Regions from separate parts of the Mus musculus genome. Here region 2 is linked to region 1. The links are chromatin contacts, called in public HiChIP or PLAC-seq maps. All regions are on one chromosome and are shown on one strand. The core of a region is the stretch at or near the end of the contact, and the rest is flanking DNA. Distances in the headings are between cores, read along the strand shown.

What was found. HiChIP or PLAC-seq counts read pairs in DNA pulled down with a chosen protein or histone mark.
Region 2: a FOXA1 HiChIP or PLAC-seq map of pancreatic cancer cells shows a contact between it and region 1. The contact joins the promoter of Arntl here to the enhancer-like site in region 1. A contact is called at or near these places in 2 of 39 promoter capture datasets (cranial neural crest and liver) and 6 of 115 datasets of contacts at active chromatin or transcription factors (astrocytes, embryonic forebrain, embryonic limb bud and 2 more).

Annotation. Positions count from the first base shown.
Region 1 is chr7:112,178,704-112,184,134 of GRCm38.p6, reverse strand. No RefSeq gene overlaps it. Among named protein-coding and RNA genes, the nearest start is that of Gm39071, 6.5 kb to the left of the region's middle. Within about 2 kb of position 3,739, at least 72 of the 459 cell types and tissues checked have an H3K27ac peak or open chromatin away from gene starts, as enhancers often do. A contact at or near this core is called in pancreatic cancer cells, where this site is marked.
Region 2 is chr7:113,204,712-113,210,059 of GRCm38.p6, reverse strand. It overlaps Arntl (aryl hydrocarbon receptor nuclear translocator-like), which reads right to left and starts at 2,595. Exons shown (of 20, transcript NM_007489.4): 1 at 2,416-2,595.

The DNA.
Region 1 (5,431 bases), core at 2,490-4,989:
CCAGCTGTGCTCACACAAATCTGTCATCCCAGCACTCGGGAGGTGGAGGCAGGAGATGAGAAATTTAAAGCCATTCTCTGATACCTGTCAAGTTCACGAACAGCCTGGAACATGGTATACCCTATCTCATAGGATCTCAAAGAATTTTTTTATTAATTAATTTAACAGCTATATGCATCTAGCACCTGCCACCATAGTGGGCCTACCTCCCAAGTATGTTTGTGTGAAGCTGCTATGGCAATCACCACTGCAAAATAGTGAGGCTCCTTGTTGCCAGAGGCAGCTGTTCAAGGAGCTGTCTCCCCCTGACCCCCCTGGCTTGCCAGGTGCTTCAGTTTTTAATGAGGGCCAGCTTTCCCACCTGCTCCAGGCCTAGAACACCTTCAGAGGTATAGTAGGGTACAAAGAGCTTTGTCGGCCATTGCATGGCACCACACACACACACACACACACACACACACACACACACACACTTACAGGGGGCACTCAGAGCCTGGTCTCCACTGAGCACTGGACAGTAGTAATGAGCAGAGACGTCTTGGCCTTCATTGTGTATAACAGGACCCCTGTTATAGCAGAGATCGGACTCTTGACCAAGGCCAACTACATCTGTTGGCATGGCAGCACCCCTGCAGATCCCCTCCTTCTCCACACAGGGGCTACCTTCTGATTAAGAGGTTCATAGGCAACTGTTGTGGACATCAGTTTGGCGCCACCTCCTGGACATCTTGCAGAATGCAAGTGGCTACAAGCCCAAACTGCAGGAGGAAGGGAGACACGCAGCACTGTCACTGTGTGGGCCTAGAATGGGAACATTCCAGAACCCAGGCTTTAGGGATCCTGATCACTCCTGTTACATAAACTTCCAGGCTATGTTTACATGGAGAAACAAGATATGTTTGTGGGTCTGCTGGGATTGCTGGAGCAGGCAGAGGGTGTGCTTCTCATATGGTCCTAAGAATTAGCAGTGTGACCACTGTGGCGTGTGCTGAAGTGTCCTCCTTGAGAACAAACCCTGGGTGAGAGCATGGAGGGGTGAGGCACTAAGAGTGCCCAAACAGTGGAGACCTTGTGGAGACCACATGGAGAGGTGTCAGTCAGCCCCCACCTGTTCGACCTACCCCAGAGATAAATTATTAATAAAGAATTTGCCATTGTTATTTATTAATGAATAAATAAGAGTATGGCTGCTTTTATCCAGACCATCTAGTAGATGCCTAAGGCTACAGTGGATACAGGAAGGGGGAGACCCAAGAGAAGAGATGATGGTGGTGATGATGATAATGGTGGTGGTAGTGGTGATTATGTGTATGCTGTGGATATAGTGTGTGTGTGTGTGTGTGTGTGTGTGTACTTGCCATGGAATGTATGTACAAGTTAGAGGGCAACTTTAGGGAGTTGTTTCTCTCCTTCTACTGTGTGTTTCGGGGATTGTCCTGCTTGTGAGGCGTGCTATTTTACCCTTTGAGCCTTCTCATTTGCCTCAGATGAGAATCTTGCTTCATGACCTGGCAACATTCTTTCCCTCAGTGGGACTCAGTTTCCCCACTGGAGAAGTGTAGAATTGTCGGCTCTATCAACTCTGACTTAATTATTCTGAGCCCTAAAAACCTGAAGATGGCTAGAGAGAGATGGCTCATGGGTAGAAGCATTTCCTGCTAAGCCTGACATGTAGCTTCAAACCCAGCACCCACGAGATAAGGAGAGAACCAACTCCCACATACAAGCTGTGACCTGTACCCCCAACTCAAACTAAGTACATAAATGTAATCATAAAAAAGAACTGGAAATCTGGGTGGTGGTGGCGCATGTTTTTAATCCCAGCCCTTGGGAGGCAGAGGTAGGTGGATCTCTGAGTTCAAGGCCAGCCTGGTCTACAGAGTGAGTTTCAGGGTAGTCAAGACAAAAAAAAAAAAAAAAAAAAAAAAAAAAAAAAAAGAAAGAAAGAAAGAAAGAAAGAAAGCAAGCAAGCAAGCAAAACAAACAAACAAACAAACAAACACCCAGTAGAACATGTGATGTGGATTGTGGTTTGGGGACTGTCTGTGACCAGGCTGTGTGGATGAGGGAACACATCCACTCGCTAGGTGGGCACCTTCACCTGTGGCTCTGAGGTTCTCAGAAGAGACTGGTGAGCGAAGGGCCCCAGTGGAAGGTTTACTGTGGGACTGGGTCACAGAGGCTTATGGGATGGGGTCACTGGGTCAGCCTGAAACATTTTTCTACAGCATCCAGAGAAGTTTCTGCTATTGATCTTTGTCAATCCTTTAAAACTCCAGAGAGCATCTCAGTCATTAATGCTGGCTTGATAGCGGGAGGGTCCGACTGGGGCTCCAGAACCCCTGGTTTGTTTGTTTGTTTGTTTGTTTGTTTGTTTAAAATAACAATCATTTTTAAGAGCCATGTGTGGTGGTGTGTGCTTGGAATCACAGCACTGCTGCGGAGACAGGCAGATCTCAGGCTCACTGGCCAGCCAGACTAGGCTACTCAGTGAGTTCTAGGTCAGTGAGCAATCTGTCTCAAAAATCAAGGCGAGCAATGCCTGAGGAGAGACATCTGAAGCTGCGCTCTGACCTCCACACCTGTGTGTGCATACATGAGAGTGTGTGTGTGTGTGTGTGTGTGTGTGTGTGTGTGTACTGATGGGGGGAGATTGGAGGGGAGACAGACATGATCCAGTAGAACAGGGATGGATAATCCATCTTCCTCAGGCCAAACACTCGTCACTTCATTTTCTAAATCTCACACAGCCACCATGGCCCAGTGTGAATGCCTCCATGTGACTTTGCCAGGTCATGTTGGTCTCTTCTACCAACTACCAAAGAATCCTATGTCCTTTCTTGTGCTAACTGCTGCTGGTGTGTGTGTGTGTGCATCTGTGTGTTTCCAATCTAGTAAAATACATACAGAATCCCAAAGCCTTAGAACCAGGGTGGGAAGTGGAGCTAAAGATAACATTACTCTTTTGTTTATCTTTGTTTGTCAGATGGTCTCTCTGTTTTAGTCCAGGATACTCTAGTTCACAATCCTGTTGTCTCAGTCTCTCAAGCACTGGAATTACAGCTGTGTACCACAATGCCTAGCTCTGAATTCTATTTTCTTAACATGTTAAAATGCCAAGACATCAGATCTGTTGGATGAAACAAAATATAGTATCCAAATTAATTTTTATTTGCTTCGTATACTTATTTTGATGTAGCTGTTAGAGGAAAAAAGCACAGATGACTTTCGTGTTCCCTGCCTGTGGTGGCAGTCATCTTTGTCTCAGACAGAGATGTGTTGTGCTTGAGAGTCCCACTGAGAAGGTGAGGAAGGGAAGAGCTCCGGGTGCCTCTGGGACTTCCGATGTTCTAGGAAACTGCCATCTTATTTTACCTTCCTGGTACCCTGTGTTGGGGTGATGGGGGGCAGCAACGGGAGAGACCAATAGACACACCAAGACAGAGCTAAGGGAAGGAGTGGCCAACCCATCTGCCTTCTGCCTTCCCAATGCAGACCGCCTGGTTCCCCAGCTTCCCAGCTTGGGCGTGGTCTTCCAGGCTCTCTGCCAGTCCCTCCAGATCCAAATGGTCTCATGAGTGCCAGCCACACGCCCTTCTCCCCCGCCCCCCCCCCCCGCCTCTTCTTCAACAACTATGTAGCTGTGCCAGAGTAGTCTTTAATGAAGTCTTTTGAGTCAGGCAGCTGGGCCTGTCGGAGCTAGGTTCTAGTGCAGATGTCTCCCAGTCTCCGAATCAAAGTCCTAAGTCCAAAATGTCCGCCCCAGTCTGGTGGCAGCTGGCACTGCAGCTATAGCTGCTCTGGAAAGTAATGATGAGACCACAAGGTGGCGCTGTTCCCACGGCCCTCCACCCTTAACCATCCCCACCCTCTTCCTGAAACCTCAGGCCATATTTGCATCCAACGTAAACATTTCAGCTTTGGGAAAAGGCTCTGGATGGGTTGTTGGGTTTGTTTGTTTGTTTTTCCCTCTCAGCCTTCAGCTGCCAAAGGTTGCTCAGATTTCGGAATTCTGCTGCAACAAATGCTCCTCTGGGTGCACACTTAAATGTTGAGCAGGTTTTAGACCCAAGGCCAAGTCCTGCTCCAAATGAATTCTGTACCCAGAGGTATGCCTAATACTTTGGAGAAGAGCACCCGCATCGCACAAACACCCTGTGGGTGTTCACGGGTGTAAGCACGAGGGCAGGGGAAGGACGATGATGACCTCCACAGATCAATCAATGTGGTTCCTTACTAAGGGATGCTGGCTGGTTGGTTGGTTTGAGATGAGATTTTATCACATAGACCAGGCTGGCCTCGAACTCACAATCTTCTAGGCCTCGAAAATGCGTAGATCACAGGCATGGAACCCCCCCCCCCCGCCAAACACACACACACACACACATCTCACTTATCTTTAGGATTTTATTTTTAAATATCTAAAGCTTACAAAGAAGTAAAATATGTAGCAGCAGGGTGAGTTTTAAAACATAACCACTGCTTTTGGCTACAGCCATGGGCTAAAGGGATCCCTGCTGCAGCCACTCTGGAACGTGGCTTGAGAAGCTCAGGCCAGGCCTGAGTTAAGGGGAGACTCAAGGGGGTTGTATGCTACTCTGTGATGGCTTCATTTTAAAGTCCAAGTCTGCAAACGCAGCTATTACAACTCAGAGGGTTTTGGTTTTTGTTTCTTCTGTTTTTTTATTTTCTCTGTGTCCAGAGTGTCCTCAGACTATTCTGCTCGTGGAGAGTGGCATCTGAAGCTCCTGACCTGTTCCGTCCACCTTACCCCTTTCAGCATCTTTATACTCAAGACCCTCAGGACTCCTGAGAACAGGAGAGGACAGAGACAGCCAAAGCACAGAGACAGAAGTAGACTCACTTTAGAGCACACACTATGTCTATAAAGATAAAACTTAAGCCAAGTACAGCAGCTGGCACCTGTGTAGTTCCAGCACACGGGAGGCTGAGGTCAGAGGACTGGGAGTTCAATACCTGGGCTATCTTGTATGACTCTCTTTTTTCCTTTAAAAAGATTTATTTTGTATATGAGCGCTCTTTCTACATGTACACCTGCATGCCAGAAGAGGGCATCAGATCCCATTATAGATTGTTGTGAGCCACCCTGCAGTTGCTGGGAATTGAAATTAGAACCTCTGGAAGAACAGTCAGTGCTCTTAACTGCTGAGCCATCTCTCCAGCCCCATGACTCTGTTTCAAACGAGAAAATACTATGCACTGAGCTGGGGCAATGGTTCAGTTGGCGAGGTGCTTGCCCTGCAAGTGTCAGGACTGAGTTTAGATCCCTAGAACCCATATAAAAAGTGAGCTCTGTGGTCTGTAACCCTGACACTGGGGAGAGGAAACAGAGACAGATGGGTCCTTAAAGCATATTCATCAATTAGACTAGCCTAGCTAGTGAGGTCCAGGTTTAACACAAAACCCTGTC
Region 2 (5,348 bases), core at 1,346-3,845, 1.0 Mb before region 1:
ATTCATTTTTGCATGCTCATATGCAGAGCTATTAATATGGCCAGGTCTTTCCGTGGCGCTTATGCATACATGAGTCCCAGTGAGACTGGGGATGTGAAGGAATAAATCTGAAAACACGGCCACTTCCTTTTCCTGCCCCGTGGCATGTAAACCTCTTCTACAAATAGCAGTGATACGGGTGAATCGTCATCAATTATAAATCATTTGAAATGGATCCCTTTAAACACCATCTGTTGATCTACTTAACTGTCCCATGAAAAAAGGACTTTCACTCAATTGTTCTGACAGCTCCAGGAGGTAGATGCCTATCCTGATTCAAATTTATTCAATACTGGGAGGCATATAGAACCTAAGAGTGGTAGAAATCTTTGACATCCCTTAGATCAACTGTCTGACTTTTCATCAGAGGTGAACATAACCCAGAAAGGTGTAGTAATTTGCTCTTCGTAGCAAAGCCACCTGGTTCCAGTCAGGGCTAGAACCTAGTTTCATGCCTCCTAACTCCCAGGTTACCACTCTTCTACGCCTTATCAAAGCCTCTCCCATTTTAAGCAGCAGAGATTGGAACAAAGTACAAATTTAACTGCTGTTTTAACATCGTCATTATTCACTGGCAACATCTAAGATAGAACCAAAGTGCTGCTACAGATCCAGCTTCCGCTGATACACCCAATTTCAAATCTGCCTAGAAAATTTCTAACCCTTCTAAATATGTTCAACAACCCATTTTAAAAGACTTAGCAATAATATAAACCCAGGAACAAAGAATAAACTTAAGGATTACATTTTGTATTTAAAAATATATCTATATATATATTGGAACTTCACTGGTATGGGAATCAAATTTAACAGCAGCGAACCATCCTCCCCTCTTTCTTGCAAGCACAGGGAGCCTGAGATTATTCAAAACTGCTCAAGAGCAGCAATGATTATTTTAAGCTCATGATTCAACTAGTACATTAATTAGAAAATCCACCAACCCAAATTGACAGATCCTGGTATCAATGGGAACTTAAGAATAAAAATAATAGTTGTTAAGTAAAAATAGATTGAAAGAGGGCACAGCAGCAAATGTGAAAAGGAAAAATGACAAGCAAGAGCAGTAGGAAAAAAAGCATTTAATGATCAGTTTTCCTGGACATAAAAACAAAACCCACAACGAAGATCTTGGCAATACTGGTACTGTCAAAAAGTAATTGGTCGTGATTACAGTCTCTGATTTTTGGAAGTTAGGTGAGAAAACTTGATTAATGATTTCTTACTTTAAAAGTAGCAACTTAAGACAGGAGAGGAGCCAGATCTCAAGGGGTCAGAGGGTCAAAACTAGGCTAAATGTAGGGAAAGGACTGGAGAAGGTGCACCCCGAACAGGTAAGGGGCGATCATGTCAGCTTGGCCAGCGCAACTCTGACAGACACACACACCGGTGTCCAACGCACTCATTTCCGAACACAACCCGCTACGCGACCCCGGGGATGGCTTCCATGTGCGCCCCGAGTCTGCCTAAAATTCTATCTTTGACTTCTCCCTGCAAACCCGAGCACCCCAAGCTGTCTACACTGGGGTAATCTCCAGTGGAAACCTTCCTCTTCCCCGATTATCTGTCAAACCCGCATCGGAGTGAAGCCTCTGCTGCGCACTCCTTGGGTCTCTGACGCCTACCGGGCACAGGGCACAGTCCCCACGCCATCGGGTACCTACTCCCAGACCCAACGGGGAAGACACATCCTCCAGGACCACCCAGGTACCGGACAGCGCAGGCCCGACGGCTGTCCGTGGGCCTGGTCCAAGCCAGCCAGGGGATTCCCGGGGTCCGCGCCAGCCCCAAGACAGGCCATAGGGACGTACCAGTACGGACTCCCCGACTTGACGGAGACGCCCTCCCCGCCCCCACCCGGCTCCCGAGGGAGAAGTGTAGAAGGGTTGACCAGGCAAGCGCCGCATAGCATCGTTCTGCCCGCGTCCCGGCCATCTCCTCGGGGATCCAGAAGCTCCCGGGGATGTATCCCGGAGCTCTTCCCAGGTTCGGGTCATTGCTGCCACCCGGTACTGCTGTCTCTTTAAGAGGCCGCTGGCCGCCCCCTCCCGAGCCAGGTGGTGATGCCCGCGCGGGGAAGGTGGGCGCACCCGCTGACAGCGTCCCAGGGTCCCCCCAGTCCTCCCCCGCCCGCTGTGCAGCCCAGGCGGGGAAGATGGGGGTGCGCGGGAGCGGCGCCTTTAAGGGGCGCAGCCTCCCCGAGGCTAGGTGGGGGCTGGGAGCCGCACGGGCCCTTTAAGGCCGGCAGCGGGCACGTCGGGCAGGGCTCCCGGCGGCCCGGCTGCGCCGCGGGCGGGGGCGGTGCGCCCGCCCGGGAACTCGCGACCCCCGACGGGACGCCCCGAGACGGCTGCTGCCCGCAGCCATGCCGACACTCACCGTGGCTCGCTGCGAGCGCCCGCGCCCGCACCCGCACTCGGATCCCGCGGCGGCGGCGGCGGCAAGTCCGGCGCGGGTAAACAGGCACCTCCGTCCCTGACCTACTTTCTGCCTTCCCTAAATGTCGCACCACTAACCTACTTTCCGACCAATCCGCTCCCCGCCGGCCCAGGCCCGGCCCCCCGCCCACCAATCGCTGTGCCCAACCCCCCTTCCCCGCCCACCAATGGAGGAGCCGCGCAGCCCGGATACCTGCCTCTTCCCGTTAGCCAATCAGAGAGAGCGAACGGAGTTGTCTTGGCGGACAACCCAAACCAATTCGCGTTCTGCTCTGCGTTAGGCTAGCCAATCGAGTGACCGATAGGAAAGCCTCTGACCAATGGCAAGACGGCAGGGCTGGTTTACCTGCTACTTTCCCTTCACCAATCATTTGGCGCACAGAAGCACACGCCCCGAGGAGTGGACCAATTGGCACGCTCTGTGGATTTCTTGCCCCAGCCCTCGGTTTTCCCCCTCAGGTCTAAAGCTCGCTGAGGCCACTGCGTTGCGGACTCTGCGAGCTCGCCGTTGTCCCCTGCTCCTCAGCCGCGTCCCTGGCTAGTGACTGCCTCTCAGCTCTCCCTCCTCCTCCGTCCCCTTCCTGGCTCGCAGAACACTGAGAAAACGCCGCATCTCTTCGCCCATCCCTCTCCAGCTCCATCTAGGAAACCACATTTTAGGAACACAGAGTGACAGAACCTTCCTGAAACCCCTGGCTTGTCCTAGTCGGAACCACAGCGCTAATAGCTAGCGCATTTAGAAGACTTTTCCTTCCGACGACTAACCGGATCGCGCGTTCTTTTTTTTTTTTTTTTTTTTTTTCTCTTGACCTCCAAGCGTCCAGTGGAGCTGTCATTCCCGATCGGAAGAGAAGTCTCCCGGGGGTGGTGGCGTAGTCTGTAATTCCAACCCTCAAGAAGCTGAGGCAGGGGCATAATCGCGAGTACTGAGCTAGCCGGGGCCACAGGGTGAGACCTGAGCAAGATTCTATTACATGTTATGGACATGGCCCTAGCAAATGTACTTTGCAAAAGTATCAAAGGAGCGGGAAAGAAAGAAAAGTTGCAAAGTTGTTTGTTTGGGTGGTTAGTTGTTCTGTTGTAGCCCTAGCTATCCTGGAACTCCTGTAGATCATCAAGCTGGCTTTGAATCCAATTCACAGAGATCCGCCTGCTTTTGCCTCCCGAGGCACCACCTGCTCAGAGATTTATTTATTTATTTTTAAAGAAAGAGACAGAGAGAGGGGAGGAAGAGGAGGGAGGGAGAAATAGAGAGAGAGGGGGAGAGGGAAAGAAGTTGTCTTGTTTCTACCTTCAAACAACTGGCAAACCTTCTAAATGTTAAACTTCCTGATAGCAAGGCCACTTCGTCCTTTTTGAACCATGTGTGCTCCCTCCCCTTTAGCATGTGCTGGAGGGGCCTGGGTGGGGTGTTGGGGATAGGGCTGACACCCAGAAAGTACTCTGCAAATGTGGGCTGGATCCATGAACAAATGGGATCAAAACACTCGACTCACTTATGTGAAGTGGACCAGCTCGTGTGACTATAGAATGAATTCTAGACAGGCAGGTTCCTGGGACACAAGGCAGCATTTCAATGCTTATAAAGCCATGACCCATGTCCAGCCCTTTGCAAGGCACACAGCCTTGGTTGAAATGTGAATTGGCTTCAAGACCAAAGAACTTCATGGGTAACTTCCCACTTCCCCTGAGTTTCAAAGCAGATTTATTCTTTCTCTGTCCTGTTCTGTGAAGGAATCTCTCTGTGTAGATGGAACTTTAATACAGCATTAGAAAAGATATTACTTACAAGATGGAAATGTGGGCTGGATGCTGACCTAATTAAATGGACTAATAGCTAGCTAAGTACCAGTAACCTGAAGATGCTGGCTGATGCATCCCACAATATCTCTCTACCGTGTTGTGTGCCGGGCATGTGCTAAAAGCTTTCCCTCCTTTTTTTTCAACCCCTGTATCCTGACAACCACCCTGTGCAGAAAGCAGTTCTTACCCCATTCTACAAATAAAGTGTCAGTCATGTTCTAAATGTGGCTTCCACGCTAAAGGCTCACATCAGGCCAGTTACCAAAAAATGGTGCAAGGCTCTCAACTAGGCCCAGACTCAGGATTTTTACCCATGTCCTGAAAGAAAAACTAGGAACTTTGCATTCATTTTCCAGGTAACAGAAAGCCAACAGAGGAAGAGATACTACTTAACACCAGCCAAATTTGATAGGGAACAATGGGCTCCTTAATAGGGTCCCATCTTGGGAAGCCTGCTGTTCTTAGACAGGGTAGGGCAGAGGTGTCTGAACAGATGCATAAAAGAACAAGATGGGAGCCCTAAGTCACACACAACTCAGTCTCAGTCCACAGAGATTTGTGGCTGCCCAGAGAAAGAATGCTGTCTCCGGACAACCACTGAAAGTCTAAGAGAAAGCAACATGGGCTGTCTTGATCAGTACCCACATGGAGTTGCCTGTGACTGAGACTTGGCAAAGAAAAATTATCACTGTGCACAAGGAGAGAGATCAGGATGTAATGAGACTAGAAACTATGCCACATGAGGAAAGATGAAAGGAAACAGAAGTTTTTGCCCCGGGGAGTACAAGGTAGCTTTCTTCACATATTTGAAGAGCTGTCAAATAGAGGAGAAATTAGACTTACTCTTTGGGGCCCGGAAGGGATGGAAGGACAGGATGTGTGGGTGGAACCTCATTGGAATCAACAAAGAGAATTTTATAGTAACTCTAGCTGCCTCTGTCTTGATGATACATTGTCCTACTACAAAAAAGGTTCACCAAGGAATAGCTGGCCAAACCGGGGATGGGGGTGGGTTAAGACTCTAGCCCTCCATGTGCCTTGATTATCTTCTTTTTTATCTTGCTTTTTTCT